Linked DNA regions of Mus musculus: region 1 is linked to region 2. The links are chromatin contacts, called in public Hi-C maps. All regions are on one chromosome and are shown on one strand. Each heading gives the region's core, a stretch centred on a gene start, on an enhancer-like site or on the middle of the called end of the contact. The rest is flanking DNA. Distances are from core to core; before and after follow the strand shown.

Region 1 (6,944 bases), core at 2,824-5,323, 83 kb before region 2:
AAAAAAAAAACCTAATATGAAGAAAACTAAAACTGTACAAGGGCTGGAATATAACAAAAGCAGGGTGCTATTTTAATGGGATGCTTATTTAGGCAGAAACCTGAATGAAGCAAGGGCACACATCTGGGGGAAGGAGTTCCAGGTCGGAGATCTGACATTGAAAAGGCTAGAGGTTGGAGCATGTCTGTATTTTCCAACAAGCAAGACGGTGTCTAGAAAGCTGGAAGAATGAGGAAACAAAAAATGGTGAGAGGAGCCAGGTTGGGTATGTCTTTAATCCCAGCACTTGGGAGACAGAAGCAGGCAGATCTCTGAATTTGAGGCTAGCTTGGTCTACAGAGCGAGTTCTAGGACAGCTAAGGCTACAAAGAAATGCTGTCTCAAAACCAAAAGAAAGAGAAAGAAACAGTGAGAAGTCTCTGAGGGCTAGGGATTTGCATAGCGTTACCTGCCAGTGACTTGGATTTTATTGTATCTTCAGTAGCTCTGCGTGCTCTGCATATTGTACATGGCTTGAGGTACAGAGTGTTCTCTGTTTCAGAACACAGTTGTCTTCGTGTACTGAATCAGGAAATTTAAGTGAAATTTTAATATAGCCTATAAAATAGCCTAATATTTATGGAATTGTGTTAAAGTCTTTGAAAGTATATTTGGCATATTACAGAGTCTGTCAACAGAGAGATGGATACTACAGTTACACTCTGCTAATTGAAAGGAATACTCTGTATTATTTTAGAAATTCTTGTTTGTGAAACTAGTCATAATTTGATAATTTCCCTTTTTTGAGGAAACTAACTTCCCAGCCTCCTCTATTCCTTAAAGAACTGAAGCTTCCTTCCTTGTTTCCATTGTCTTCATTTTTAATCATTTCTGTTTTCTTATGATATGATTTAATTTTGAAGATTTAACTTCAGAGAGTCACATCATACAACAGACCTTGTACTGGATGCTTTTTAAGTTAGATTTGCAACTGCTCATTCAACACAAATATCTGTATTTCAGATGGAGCAACTATCCGATGAAGAGATTGACCATGGTGCTGAAGAAGACAGCGACAAGGAAGATCAGGACCTGGATAAAATGTTTGGGGCCTGGCTTGGAGAACTGGACAGGCTTACTCAGGTTAGAAGTGTTGAAAATTTGTTGAAGAATAGTAGCTATCACTTCATTAACATTTCATGTACAGACAGAAGATGTGGATGGCAGACTAAGTTTTAAAATATTGCTAAAAGAAAAAAGCATTAACAAATAGATGAATAGAAATTTTACAATGCAAGATAATATCTTTTATGATTATTATTTGTGTATGCTTATGTGAACATGTATATGCAATATGCATGTTCATCTGTGTGTACATGTACATTCAGGTAGAGACAGAATATATCTTCAAGGTTTCTTTCTTTGAAAGCACCACTTCTTTAAAACATAGGGTCCTTTCTCTTTTTCTCTCTCTTCCCTCTTCTTTTCCCCTAGCCCCTCCCCCTTTTAATGAAGCAGAATTGGAAGATTTTTATTAAGGGTAAGTATAATATAAGCTTAAGCACCAGAACTAGAGTGGAGGAAAGATGCTCAGAAGAAAGTAGGAAAATGTCAGAATGAGCTCCCTAAGAAGTCTCCAGATATGATAAGTCTTTCATTGGCTAAATGCTTACCAATTAGGCTAGACCCCGAGGGATCTTGCTATATGTCTGCCTCCCCAGGGCTAGGATTACAAGTGTCCACCATTTAGATTTGGGCTTGGGAGTCAAATACATGTCCTTGTTCTTGCAAGTGGTTTGCCGACTGAGCTGTCTCCCTAGCTCCTTTTCTGTAGTCATTCTAGGGTTTAAAAAAACAGATCTTTAACAGAATTTCTCTTAATCTGAAAGGAGACTTAATATCTCTCTTACAAATTTGAGATTGTAAACTAAGACAGTTTTAAAGTCTAAAGTTTAAATATCTAGTGACATATTTTGTTCTATAACCAATTTAAATACATTTTATGACATTTGTATTTTCTAGCTCATATTTTCAAAATACTGATAAAGGCTTATTCAGGCTACATTTAAAATAGTTCTAAAAGTGTCTTTGTGTTTTGGTTTTGTTGTTTTCTTTGTTTTATTGGGCTGTGGATTTCTTGTCACTGACGTAGTGATGTATGGTTGCTTAGCTTTTGAGATGGAGCTTCGTGTAACACAGGTTGGTTTTACTTGATTGAGTTTAAGGATGACTTGAGCTGCCGAGTTCCATTAGCAGGAGTCAGAGTGAGGAACTAGACCTAACTGGGTTTTTGAAACCTTGAAGCCTACCACCAATGGCACACCTCCTCCTACAAGGCCATACCCGGAAACCAAACACTCAAATGTATGGGCCTGTGGGAGCAATTCTCATCCTAACTACTACAAGCTGTAATAAGAAAAGGCATCATTTTTATCAAACTGTCTTCTGATGTCTGTAAGTACCAAACCATTTCTGTTTAATTTACTTCTCTACAGTTCTCTGTGACAGACATGTGAGTGTGGACACATGTATAGAGAGTCCAGAGGTTGACATCTGGTGGATTAGTCAGCATTCTCTTAAGGAACAGAACTGGTAGAATGAATGCATATATATTAAAGGAGGGTGGTTATTAGAGTTTTTACAGACTGTGATCCAGCCAGCAATGGCTGCTCCTGATGGGAAGGGCAAGAATTGGGTATAGGTCTCAGCACTGCCCTTCTGGTGCTGGAGTCCTGGGGGGTTCCTAGAGAGCTTCTGGTGTTCAGTCTATGTTGGAGCCTAAAGAAGTAGATTCTAATATGAGCAAAGGAATAACTTAGACACAGGGTAGATAAACCTGCCAGTGAGAGGGTAGGCAAGCAGGCAAAGAAGCAAAGGCTTCCTTCTTTCATATCTTTTAAGTGAGCTGCCACCAGAATGTGTGGCCCAGATTTAGGGTGGGCCTTCCCATCTCAAATAATCCAATCAAGAAAATCCCTCACAGCTGTGCACAGCTGCATGAATTTTATTTTATTGCAGATGCAGCCAACTTGATACCAGAGATTAGCCATTATATCCAGTATCTACCTCTATTCTTATGGCATATTTCTATTGTAGGGAGGTGGGGTTGCATGCTGTGGAGTATATGGAGGTCAGAGGAGAAGAATCTACAAAGTAGCAAAGACAGTTACAGGTTAAGGTCCTTGCGGTCAAGCCTTAAATTCAATCCCTGAGACCGACATGGTAGAGAGAACCAACTCCACCAGTTCTCCTCTTTTACATGGGTGCTGCAGATCTAAACTCAGGTCCTCAGGCAGGTGTTATAAGCACTAAATGAGCCACTTCTTACTTCTTAGCTTTTTTCTTACAGAAGCAGTGTTATGATAAAGATAATGATTAAGTGTCCAGTTCTATGCTGGTGTGTTGGTTTGAGTAAGAAGTGTTCCCTATAAAATTAGGTATTTAAATACTTGGTTCCAAGTCAGTAGCTCTGATGGAGAGGTTATTGGGGTGGTGTAGCCTTGCTGGAGGAAGTATGCCACAGGGGCATATTTGAGAGTTTAGAACTTCACACCTCTCTGGTTTGCTCTCTCTGCTGTGTCTGTGGTAAAGAAGTGGCCTCTCGGCTTCCTGCTTCTATCTACCCACTGCCAGGCTTCCTGCCATGATGGACTGACTCTTATCCCTCTGGACACTAAACCCAAATAAACTTTTTGCTCTTTAAGTTGTCTCTGTCATGATTTTTTTTCACAGCAACAGAAAGTAGCTAATACAGCTAGGACGAGAAGAAATAAATAGAAATTATAGTGTATAAAGGAAATTATCCAAGGGCTGGCTAGTATATTGTGTCTGTGACCAAGTGGTTGTACACTTGAGGAGGAGGCCAAAAAGAGAAAGCAGTTAGGAAAGAGTCAGACTGCCTTGGCTGAGGTAGGAACTCCACTCAGATGGTAGTTCTCCACACTCAGTATTCTCTTCTCACTTATATTTCAAGTTGCCTAACTTTTCATCTTCGAAATCTGTCATTAAAGAGAAACATTAGGGCTGGTGAGATGGCTCAGGGGTTAAGAGCACCGACTGCTCTTCTGAAGGTTCTAACTTTAAATCTCAGCAACCACATGGTGACTCACAACCACCCGTAATGAGATCTGATGCCCTCTTCTGGTGCATCTGAAGACAGCTACAGTGTACTTAATTAAAATAATAATTAAATCTTTGGGCCAGGTGAGTGGGGGTCTACCGGAGCGAGCAGAGATCCCAACAACTAGATGAAGGCTCACAACTATCTGTACAGATACAGCGTGTACTCATATACATAAAATAAATGAATCTTAAAGAGAAACATTAAAACCAATGCATATCATGACTTAACTATAAACATGTTCGTTTTTACGGATATTTTAAAAAATAGTTGACTTACTAAGATTCAGATTTACTTCATTATTTTAGCTCACTACCTGTGCACATTCGGTGTTAATCAACTTTAAGTTTCAAATAGTTAATGATTCCTCAAAAACAGCTGAAAAAAGATTGTATATTGGGCATTTTCCTGGAAGAAGATCTGTAGGATTTTTGCAGATTCCTAGCAACCTCCCCAAAGGTTAAAACTCACCATACTATATTACTAATTTCTTGACCTTAGGAGAGTGTTTCTCAGTATCGCCTTCTTTGTCTCAGCACCATGGGCAGGTAATTAAAAATACATATTCATTTATTTGAACTGGAAAGAAGTTGACTTTTCGTAAATTGCTTCTGAAAAATTATGTCTAAGGTTAAAGAAGAATTTCTCGGCTGTTTTTTGAAATAAAACACTGAGTAGATTGAGGATCACATTCATTTGATAGCATCAAAATCAGGATGAAGGACTAGAGAAATAGCTTAGTAGTTAAGAACACTGGCTGTTCTTGCAGAGGACAGAGGTTTGGTTCTCAGCACCTGAGTAGCAGCTCATAACTGTAACTCCAGTTTTAGGGGATCCAGCTACCTCTTCTAGCCTCTGCAGGCACTACATGCACACATGGCACATATCTTAGTCAGGGTTTTACTGATGTGAATCGACACCATGACCCAGGCAACTCTTATGAGGACATCATTTAATTGGGGCTGGCTTACAGGTTCAGAGGTTCTGTCCATTATCATCAATGTGGGAGCATGGCAGTGTCCAGGCAGGCATGGTACAGAAAGAGCTGAGAGTTCTACATCTTCATCTGAAGGCCGTTAGAAGATTGACTTCCAGGCTTCTAGGATGAGGGTCTTAAAGCCCAGGCACACAATGATGTCACACTTCCTCCAACAAGGCCCTACCTACTACAACAAGGCCATACTTCCTAATAGTGCCACTCCCTGAGCCAAGCATATTCAAATCATCACAGTACAATTAGATACATTCAGACAAAATACTCATACACATGAAAATGAATCTTTAGAAACAGAATGGAGATGGGGACTGACTGTATATGTCTCCCCAGCCACAGAGACCGGGTGCCATTCCCAGTGCCACTGAAGGCAGCTGTGGTAGCACCTAACTGTAACCCCAGCACTCTAGAGGTCATCTTCATTTAAGGTTATTTTCTGCTGTATACAGTGAGTTTTACTCAGCTTGGGCTACAAGGAGAATATATCTAAAAACAAGATGGGCATTATTTAATAGAGTTATAAAATCTCAAGATAGCATCCTAATGTAACTTTATAATTCTACAAATAGAATGCCTGAAGTTCAGTTTTTGTTTTTTCAAGACAGGGTTTCTCTGTGTAGTCCTGAGACTTGTTTTATAGACCAGGATGGTTTCAAACTCACAGAGATCTGCCTGCCTCTGCCTCCAATGTGCTACCATGCCCAGCACCAGAGTTCTTTTTTAAAACTTGAACTTATTTTATATGACATTTATACAGAAGTTAGTTGTAAAATACTACTCTAGCTTTGAACAGTTGGATTTCTTTTTCATCCCCCCTCCTCTGTCATGGTTGTGATTTTCTGTTCAGATACCCATTTTTTCTTATTGTAGAAAAGTTACAGGTGAAAAAGTTACAGTGTCATTGTAAGAAGGTGGTAAGGAATAGGAGTGTGACCTGGTGGTAGGTTTGAGTGTCTGCTATGCACAAGGCCCCAACACCACAAAGGAAGGGAGGGAATGAAGTTCATGATTGTCCTTTATAATAGGACATTAATGAGACTATGGTAGATCAAAAAACATAACCCTTTGAGGTAAGAGACGACCAAACTCTCTTCATGGTTCTTTACCATGTCCATATTCATATACTTCATAGTGAACTTATGTAGAATGAAGCCGTTGACTAAATGACGTATTTGAAAAGATATTTACCCTGAACTGTGATAGTTTTGAGTCCGTGGTGTGCTAAAATTAAGTTATGTATTTAGAAATTAGAGATAACTGATGAAAACCATTATGTTTTTCCTTGTGGCTATCATTTAGAAGAAACTTCAGCTTTTTTAATATGTGTGCTGGATAGTTTTATGTCAACTTGGCACAAGATAAAGTCATCTGAGAGGAGGGAAGCTCAAGAAAATAATTTCATAAGATGGGTCGTAAGCAAGCCTGTAGGGCACATTACTAATTAGTGATTGATGGGGAAGGGCCCAGCCCATTGTGGGTGGGGCCACCCCTCGGCAGGTGGTCTTGGGTTCTCTAAGAAAGCAGGCTGAGCAAGCCATGGGGAGCAAGCTAATAAGAAGCACCTGACCATGGCCTGTGCATCAGCTTCTGCCTCCAGGTACCTGCCCTGTCTGAGTTCCTGTCCTTTTCTTTTAAATGTTCCTTTAGATGACAAACAATGATATGGAAGTGTAAGCTGAATAAAGCCTTTCCTGTCTAACTTGCTTTTTGGTCATGGTGTTTTCATCACATCAAGAGAAACTCCAAGACAGTATGGCAGTTCACTCATCTTTTTCTGTAATGAAAACCCACATTAATACAACTTGTTAAACTTTATTCTTTTAAAGAGTTTGGATTCTGACAAGCCCAAAG
Region 2 (6,988 bases), core at 1,482-3,981:
GTAGCATTAGAAGAAGCACTGCAATATGAAGAACACTCAGTACTTAACACTAGCCAAAAGAATAAAACACTGAAAAAAAGAATGCTTAAGGTCATTAGGTGAACAACAAATAATTCAAGATGCTCAGGATAGTATAGCAAAATATTCATTAGTTAAAAACAAGCCTTCCTTTTTACCTGAAAGTTACCTATCTTAGGAGAAAACTATACTTCCTATATATTATTTTTATCACAAAGTGTTCTAAGTATGAAAACTACAGTAAAGCAACAATATTCTTTTAGAATTACAACAGACATATTCCAAACAGTAGTTTATCACTTTAAAAATAAAAACTGAAAACAAACATGCATACCACATTACGTGACTTTTGTATACAGGTGCTATTTGGACTACTGTAATTAAATATGTTGTTTTATTTTTGAAAACAGCAATTCTTACTACATAGCCCATTGGCTCCTAGATCACTTATTCTCCTACCTTAACCTATGCATGTTGGAATTAAAGGCATGCACCACCATATACTATGTAATAATCTATCTTGCTGGGTTTAGGGTTTGGTTTGGTTTAGTTTGGTTTGGTTTTTTATTTCTGGAGACAGGGTTTCTCTGTGGAGCTTGGCTATCCTGGAACTCGCTCTGTAGATCAGGCTGGCATCAAACCTCTACCTGCCTCTACCTCCTGAGTGCTATGGTAAAAGGGTGTGCCAATACACCTGGCTTATCTTGCTGGTTCTTCTATTAAAGTTTTTTTACACATGTGTAAGCCTGAAAGCGTTTATGTGTGCATATAGTGTGCAAGTGTGCATGCAGATGTCCAGTGGCCAAAAGAGGGTGTTGGGATCTTCTGGAGCTGAAGTTACAGGCGGTTGTGAGCCATCCAGTCTGGGTGCAGAAACCAAGCCTAGATCTTCTAAAAGAGCAGTAAGGGCTCTGAATCCATCAGCTGTCCCTTCAGCTGCTCTCTCAATGCTTTTATGTTCACGCTTTTAAAACTAAATTCAAATTCTGTGTCTTCAAACCAAACTACTGTTATCTTTCTGTTTCAAGAAAATGAAAAAGGGATGGCAAATTGGCTCAGTGAATAAGAGAACTGACTGTTTTTCCAAAGTTCCTGAGTTCAAATCCCAGCAACCACATGGTGGCTCACAACCACCTGTAATGAGATCTGATGCCCTCTTCTGGTGCATCTGAAGTCAGCTACAGTGTACTAATACAGTGTAATAATAGATAAGTCTTTGGGTCAGAGAGAGCGGGCCCAACCAGAGCAAGCAGAGGTCCAAAAAAATTGAATTCTCAACAACCACATGAAGGCTCACAACCATCTGTACAGTGTACTCATATACATAAAATAAATAAATAAATCTTAAGAAAGAAAGCGAGAGCGAAAGAGCGAGAAAGGAAAGAGATTGAAGAAATAGTTTTTTAGAAACTGCTGGATTCTAACGCTCCTAAATTTACATTTCCAGTCCTTTGTTATCAAAATGATTCTCAAACCATGTCTTCCCCATTTCCAAGAAAATGCAGTTATAATACAAACATGAACCTCAAAGTACCAACTGAAGTACTCACCAAAGACATAAAACAAAATAACAAAGTAGAAAAAATAGCAAAGCCATTAAGATCAGCTGGATATGTGCAGACTTCCCAAAACCTTGCAGAGTGCTAGGGAAGAATTCTTTAAATATTTCATTAAGAAGAATCTGGGTTTAACAGCCAGCAAAACAGACAGACACACACACACACACATACACACTCACTAAGTTCAGTAACAAATTGAATTCAAATTCACAAAATAAAACCAAACAAATAACCACTAATGCTCTACCTGGAAAGACGCTTGGAGGAGACGGAGTAGGCACAGCAATGGGTACCCCCACACTACCACTTCCGCTGTTCTCCCGACTGCTGCTCCGACTACTTGGGTGACTTCCTCCACTGCTCCCACTGCTGCTGAAGGAGGAAGAGCCACCGAAGAATGAGTATGCAGAGCACAATACCAGGATTCCCGTGTATTTCTGAAACGGACATAGCTACAAGAAACATAATTCAAAAAGGCTTCCATTTCAAATAGGAATTCCTTAATAAATAAGGAGAAACTCTTGAGTTCAGTAAACTTGTTTTGATACCTATTTATAAAGTCTACCTTATAAAAAAAATTTAAGTAAATTCCCTATAAATGTAAGAGCAAACTGTTGGTGCTTACACATCAAAATAATACTACCTTTTATATCCTGGCCTGATACCCATCTAAAGAAGCTTTTAGTAAATTTTACTAAATTATTTTATTTCAGTTTGTAATGGCATGGTAATATACTAATATTTTATTATGAATAGTTTTTCATCTGTAAATTTCCAGCAAAAAATAACTTGCAATTTCTATTCCTGGTTAGTAATGGTTTTTATATTAACTTAAGTTTATCTCTGGGATGTCTTTTTTCACCTTCCTGGCTGTTCAAAGTTGCATCAGAACATGAGGAGAGAGAGGAAGAATCAGATGAGGTTTGGGAGAGCAGAGTGAGGAAAAGAACTTAGTGCTTGGAAATGAGAGAGATTAGCTGAAGTTATCTGAAGAGATCATGGTACTCTGACCATCGTGGTTTGCGCTGAGGTAGAGAAAATACCTGTAAGTTCGATTTCTTTGATTCACAGAAGCTGTCCTCACAGGGCTCTGCTGCGAGGGAGCCATATTACGGGTTGGGCTAGGTACGTAATCATTTGGTACCACTGGAGGACGCACTGGCTCCAGTGTTCGATAGGGGGAGTGCCGCCTACAAAAAGAAGAGCGTATGTATGGTGTGATTAATCAAGTCTCGGCACGCTAACTTCAGAGTTGCCAGTGACATACAATTTGTAAGCAGAAAGAGGAAATGTGGTTTAACCCAGCTATCAATTTGTCTTTCCTTCAGCATAACTCTTCTACCAGCAGAGAGAGTTCTGGTGAGTATGTAGTGTAAATTTCAGTCTCCAGCCTCATTCCTATGCTAATGGAATTTTGTTCATTTATTTGCAGAAAACACCAAGTTTTCCATTGTTTAGGCCAATGTTTTCTAGACTCTATTCTTTTCTTAGAAGAATTTGAATTACTTTAGGATCATGTTAAAATCTCCCAAATGCACTGGATGAATGCACTAATTATCTTCTTCTCCTCTCTCTCTCCCTAACCATAGATATTTAAAAATACAGATAACAAATCTAGATTTTGGGGGTCACAAATTCCACATGAAGATCAATACCAGCTGTAACTCATTCCCCTTTTTATACACTAAAGACACAGAAATTAAAGATTTATTGGTACTTAAAAATGCACTATTTAATTTCATTTTTTCTTTTTTACCTTTCTCCCTCAACTTCATCTTAATCTCTTTCTTCCTCAGTGTTCAGCATTGAAGAGAAACTTTAAAAGACTACCTAAGTCCTTCTATCTTAGTTAAACTATAAAACCCAAACTAGATTTTATTAAAAAATTGTTTTCCTTTTCCCAAATACTCCTTTCAAAGGAAGCAGATGGAAAAAAAAAAATCTGAAAGGAAAATAACAGGAGTAAGATGCTTCCTGGAGCGCTGGTTAGCATTCATTCAGTTCTTGTTAAGTGACCAAATCCTTTAAGACAATGGATATCTTGCAGATGAGATTACAACTTTAAAAGAATTTGGCATATCAAGGCATAAAATGTAAAAAAGCTTTCTTCCTTGCAGGAGGATGCTGCTCAACTGGCCCTTGTATTTCTCAGTGATTCAACTCCCCTTAAGGTTCCCAGAGTTTCTTTCCTTGGCCATTCAAGCTCACTCACAATAGCTCACTGATTTTGAACAAGATTTTTTTTTTTAATCTGAGACAGGGTTTCTCTGTGTAGCCCTGGCTGTCCTGGAACTCACTCTGTAGACCAGGCTGGCCTTCAACTCAGAGTTCCACCTCTTCCTGAGTGCTAGAACTAAAGGTGTGCACTACCACCACCCAGCACATAAGATCGTTTTTTTCAAAGGCACTGTTCATCCTACTTCTCTCAAGCACTGTTCAATAAACAAAATAACAATTCAAAATAAATACTATTGTGTCAAAAGGAAAGGGAAAGACCAGGACTTTGAACTTAAAATAGTTTTTTAAGTATTCAAGCAACAGCTGTGTGGTGGTGGCATAGCCTTGAATCCCAGCACTCAGGAGGCAGAGGCAGACAGCTCTCTCTGAGTTTGAGGCCAGACTGGTCTACAAAGAGAGCTCCAGGACAGCCAGGACTGTTACACAGAGAAATCCTGTCTTAAAAAACCAAAAACAACCATCTCTGAAATTAGAATGCACATATATAAACAAACTACAAATAATTTCATTTAAGTAAGTTATAATTTCTATATATGACATATAATACATATAATATGTTGGTATATGATATCTATATCAGGAAATAAATTTCTAAACTCTACTTTTTGACTATGTTTTCTGCACACAAAAATATTCCATTCTAACTTCACTACATGAGAACTATACAAAAAATAAAATAATAATGATACGAACAGGGTTAAGGGAGAAAACAATAACAACAACAACAACAACACAGGAGGAAGAGAATATAGTAACTAGAGAAAGACTAAAACAGCCCAGGACCATCAAATGGGCAATGGAGTTTAGCACTTCTGCTAATACCCAAAAAAATGCATTACTGGCACATGAATACATACATTCCAACAGAAACTTTAATTTTACCAGACACTGGATAACAGCCTTAACTTAAACCCTAACCAATTCCACTAGGTGGTCCACCCGAGGGAAACAAAGCCAAGGCCCCTCTGCTATTGCCACACTCCACAGCCATTTCATACCCTCTCAAGTCTAAACTTACTTGACCTGCTAGATTCTTTCCTCTTTGAGGGCAAAAAGATCATTTCAGATAAACTGAATTACCTAAACTGCCTAAACTGAATTACAGGCACAAACTTGGAATCCCAGCATTCCAAAACTTTAGGAAGGGTGGGATTGCATTATGTAGTGACAACCTGGCCTAAAAACAAATACAACAAATTCATTAATTAAAACCATTCTATTCCTGGTTGCATTTTTATGTTTTGTTTTCCACTGGTCAAATTGTGTCTTTCCAACATCAACTCACCTCTGTACCCTCTAAATTCAAATTGCTTTGACCAAGTTTTGAGGTGGGAAGTGCTTTTTACTTATTTGTTTAGGGTTTCCTTCTTGTGGTTTCTTGTCTTTTTCTTTCTCTCTCTCTCTTTTTTTCTTTTCTTTTTTTTTTTTTTTTTGAGAAAATATCACAAAGACATTCTGAAAGCATCATGTCTGATAATGTTTCTAAAAATCCAATCTGTAGTTCAATGACCCTAGAAAGTTGATAGAGGACAAAATACCATTCCCTTTACAGATTAAAAAAGCTAACTGCTGACAACCTGCCTAGAGGACCATAGAACATACAGTAGAGTTAAACCAGAAGTTCAGCCAACTGGCTTCTGGATTATACAACACCCACCTGAACTCGAACCTCAACCGTAAAGCTAGGATACGGTACAAGAAAAGCATCAGGCTTTCCTTCTGTCAATATCTGGAAAAGAGCTAACTCCAGAGCCCAAATCAAAACTCGGAAAAATATCATAACAAGTTAATCAGAATATTACAATCCACATAGCCTCTTGACTAAGCCTAATAAATTCAACTGTAATATAAACAGATCATTAAAACATTCAAGAAAAAGTTAGACTTCACTTTATAATTAACCACGACTTTAGGCTAGAATTTTGTCTTGATATCTTCACTACAAAAACTAATTTCTAAACAGCCACTTTTAAAGTACAAAGATATGCTTATCAGGAAAAGTTATACATAAAAGATAACATTACCAAGAAAATATTCTCTCTACAATTTACATAGAGGCTGCTATGTTTTTTAACACAATAGTATTTTTTCTGTTATTTTTCCATGGTTTCTCATTACTATATACTCACCCAAGTGTCCCCTTCCCTGACATAGGGGGACTTGGGGGCTTCTGAGTTGGAGGTGTCGTACGTGGCAATCCACCCATTTTCATATTCTGGGTACTCACCTAAAAAGATGTTGAAAAAAACACAACTTAACTTCGATGCAGTGAAATTAAGTGGCTTGTGGAAAATAAAGAGGGGCAGGTTTAAAAAAGAAAAAAAAAATTAGAGGCCATGCAATTTGTATGCAATTCCTACTCTACTATTCTACAGTTGTACTCAAAGGACTCTTCCTAATAGGATTTTTCAAATTATTTTAAACTTGTATGTGAAAAATTTATTTGCCATTAGGCCATCACACCAACAGATCACTGGTTAGACTATTTGATATTACATTCAGCTAAAATTGAATAGTATATTTATAAAAACTTTAGTGATAACAAAAAACTCAATTAGAAACAATAAGAAACAACAATTCTTTAGGGAATTGTTTTCTTTTCTTTGGATAACAAGTATATCATAAACAAAACAAATTTCCAACTAAAGATATGCAACTATGCATACACTCAGTTATAACTAAAAATAGAAAATACAGATGAATTATATGATATAGAGAGAAAAGTTCAGCCTTGCGAATCACTCTTACAATTCAGATTTAATATTCTCCTTATGAGGAAATCACCTACCTGAAAGCTACTAGCAGTTCAAGGCATTTTCCTAAGTATCTGAAACACAATGTTAGGGCTGAGGTAACACATCACTGAGAACACAAAGGCCACTGTCATTGTGTGACTTCTAGTGGGAATGACACTCAAGCCCAAACTGAAGGCTAGTTGAGGTGTGAAGCAGTGTAAAATAGTCCTAAGTCAGAGATGGACCATGACTGCGTTCGTAAATCTATTCCCAACTGAATTTTCAAATACAGAAAAGATGGATAATCTGAGACTAATGAGGTCATCTAAGGAATATGTCAATACTTGTAGAGAAACCCCTAAAAATCCAGTCATAAAAAATCAATAAGAAATACAGTGCAATGCAACTTCACATTGTTTGAGCCCAATAGGTTAAAAT

Evidence for each region. A called contact is a pair of places that touch in the nucleus more often than the background predicts.
Region 1: a Hi-C map of the HPC-7 cell line shows a contact between it and region 2, with 2.6 times the contacts expected there. The contact joins two enhancer-like sites. A contact is called at or near these places in 3 of 15 datasets of contacts at CTCF or cohesin (CD8 T cells, the NIH/3T3 cell line and pro-B cells), 7 of 484 Hi-C or Micro-C datasets (8-cell embryo, the C10 cell line, CD8 T cells and 3 more) and 2 of 9 other capture datasets (adipose tissue and embryonic stem cells).

The regions. Positions count from the first base shown.
Region 1 is chr1:60,527,465-60,534,408 of GRCm38.p6, reverse strand. It overlaps Raph1 (Ras association (RalGDS/AF-6) and pleckstrin homology domains 1), which reads left to right. Exons shown (of 14, transcript NM_001045513.3): 2 at 1,003-1,122; 3 at 6,920-6,944. The coding sequence starts at 1,003. Among named protein-coding and RNA genes, the nearest start is that of Raph1, 36 kb to the left of the region's middle. Within about 2 kb of position 4,073, at least 11 of the 459 cell types and tissues checked have an H3K27ac peak or open chromatin away from gene starts, as enhancers often do. A contact at or near this core is called in the HPC-7 cell line, where this site is marked.
Region 2 is chr1:60,443,039-60,450,026 of GRCm38.p6, reverse strand. Abi2 (abl-interactor 2) reads right to left here. Exons shown (of 12, transcript NM_001198570.1): 5 at 5,945-6,042; 6 at 2,621-2,767; 7 at 1,825-1,949. Among named protein-coding and RNA genes, the nearest start is that of Abi2, 37 kb to the right of the region's middle. Within about 2 kb of position 2,731, at least 3 of the 459 cell types and tissues checked have an H3K27ac peak or open chromatin away from gene starts, as enhancers often do. A contact at or near this core is called in the HPC-7 cell line, where this site is marked.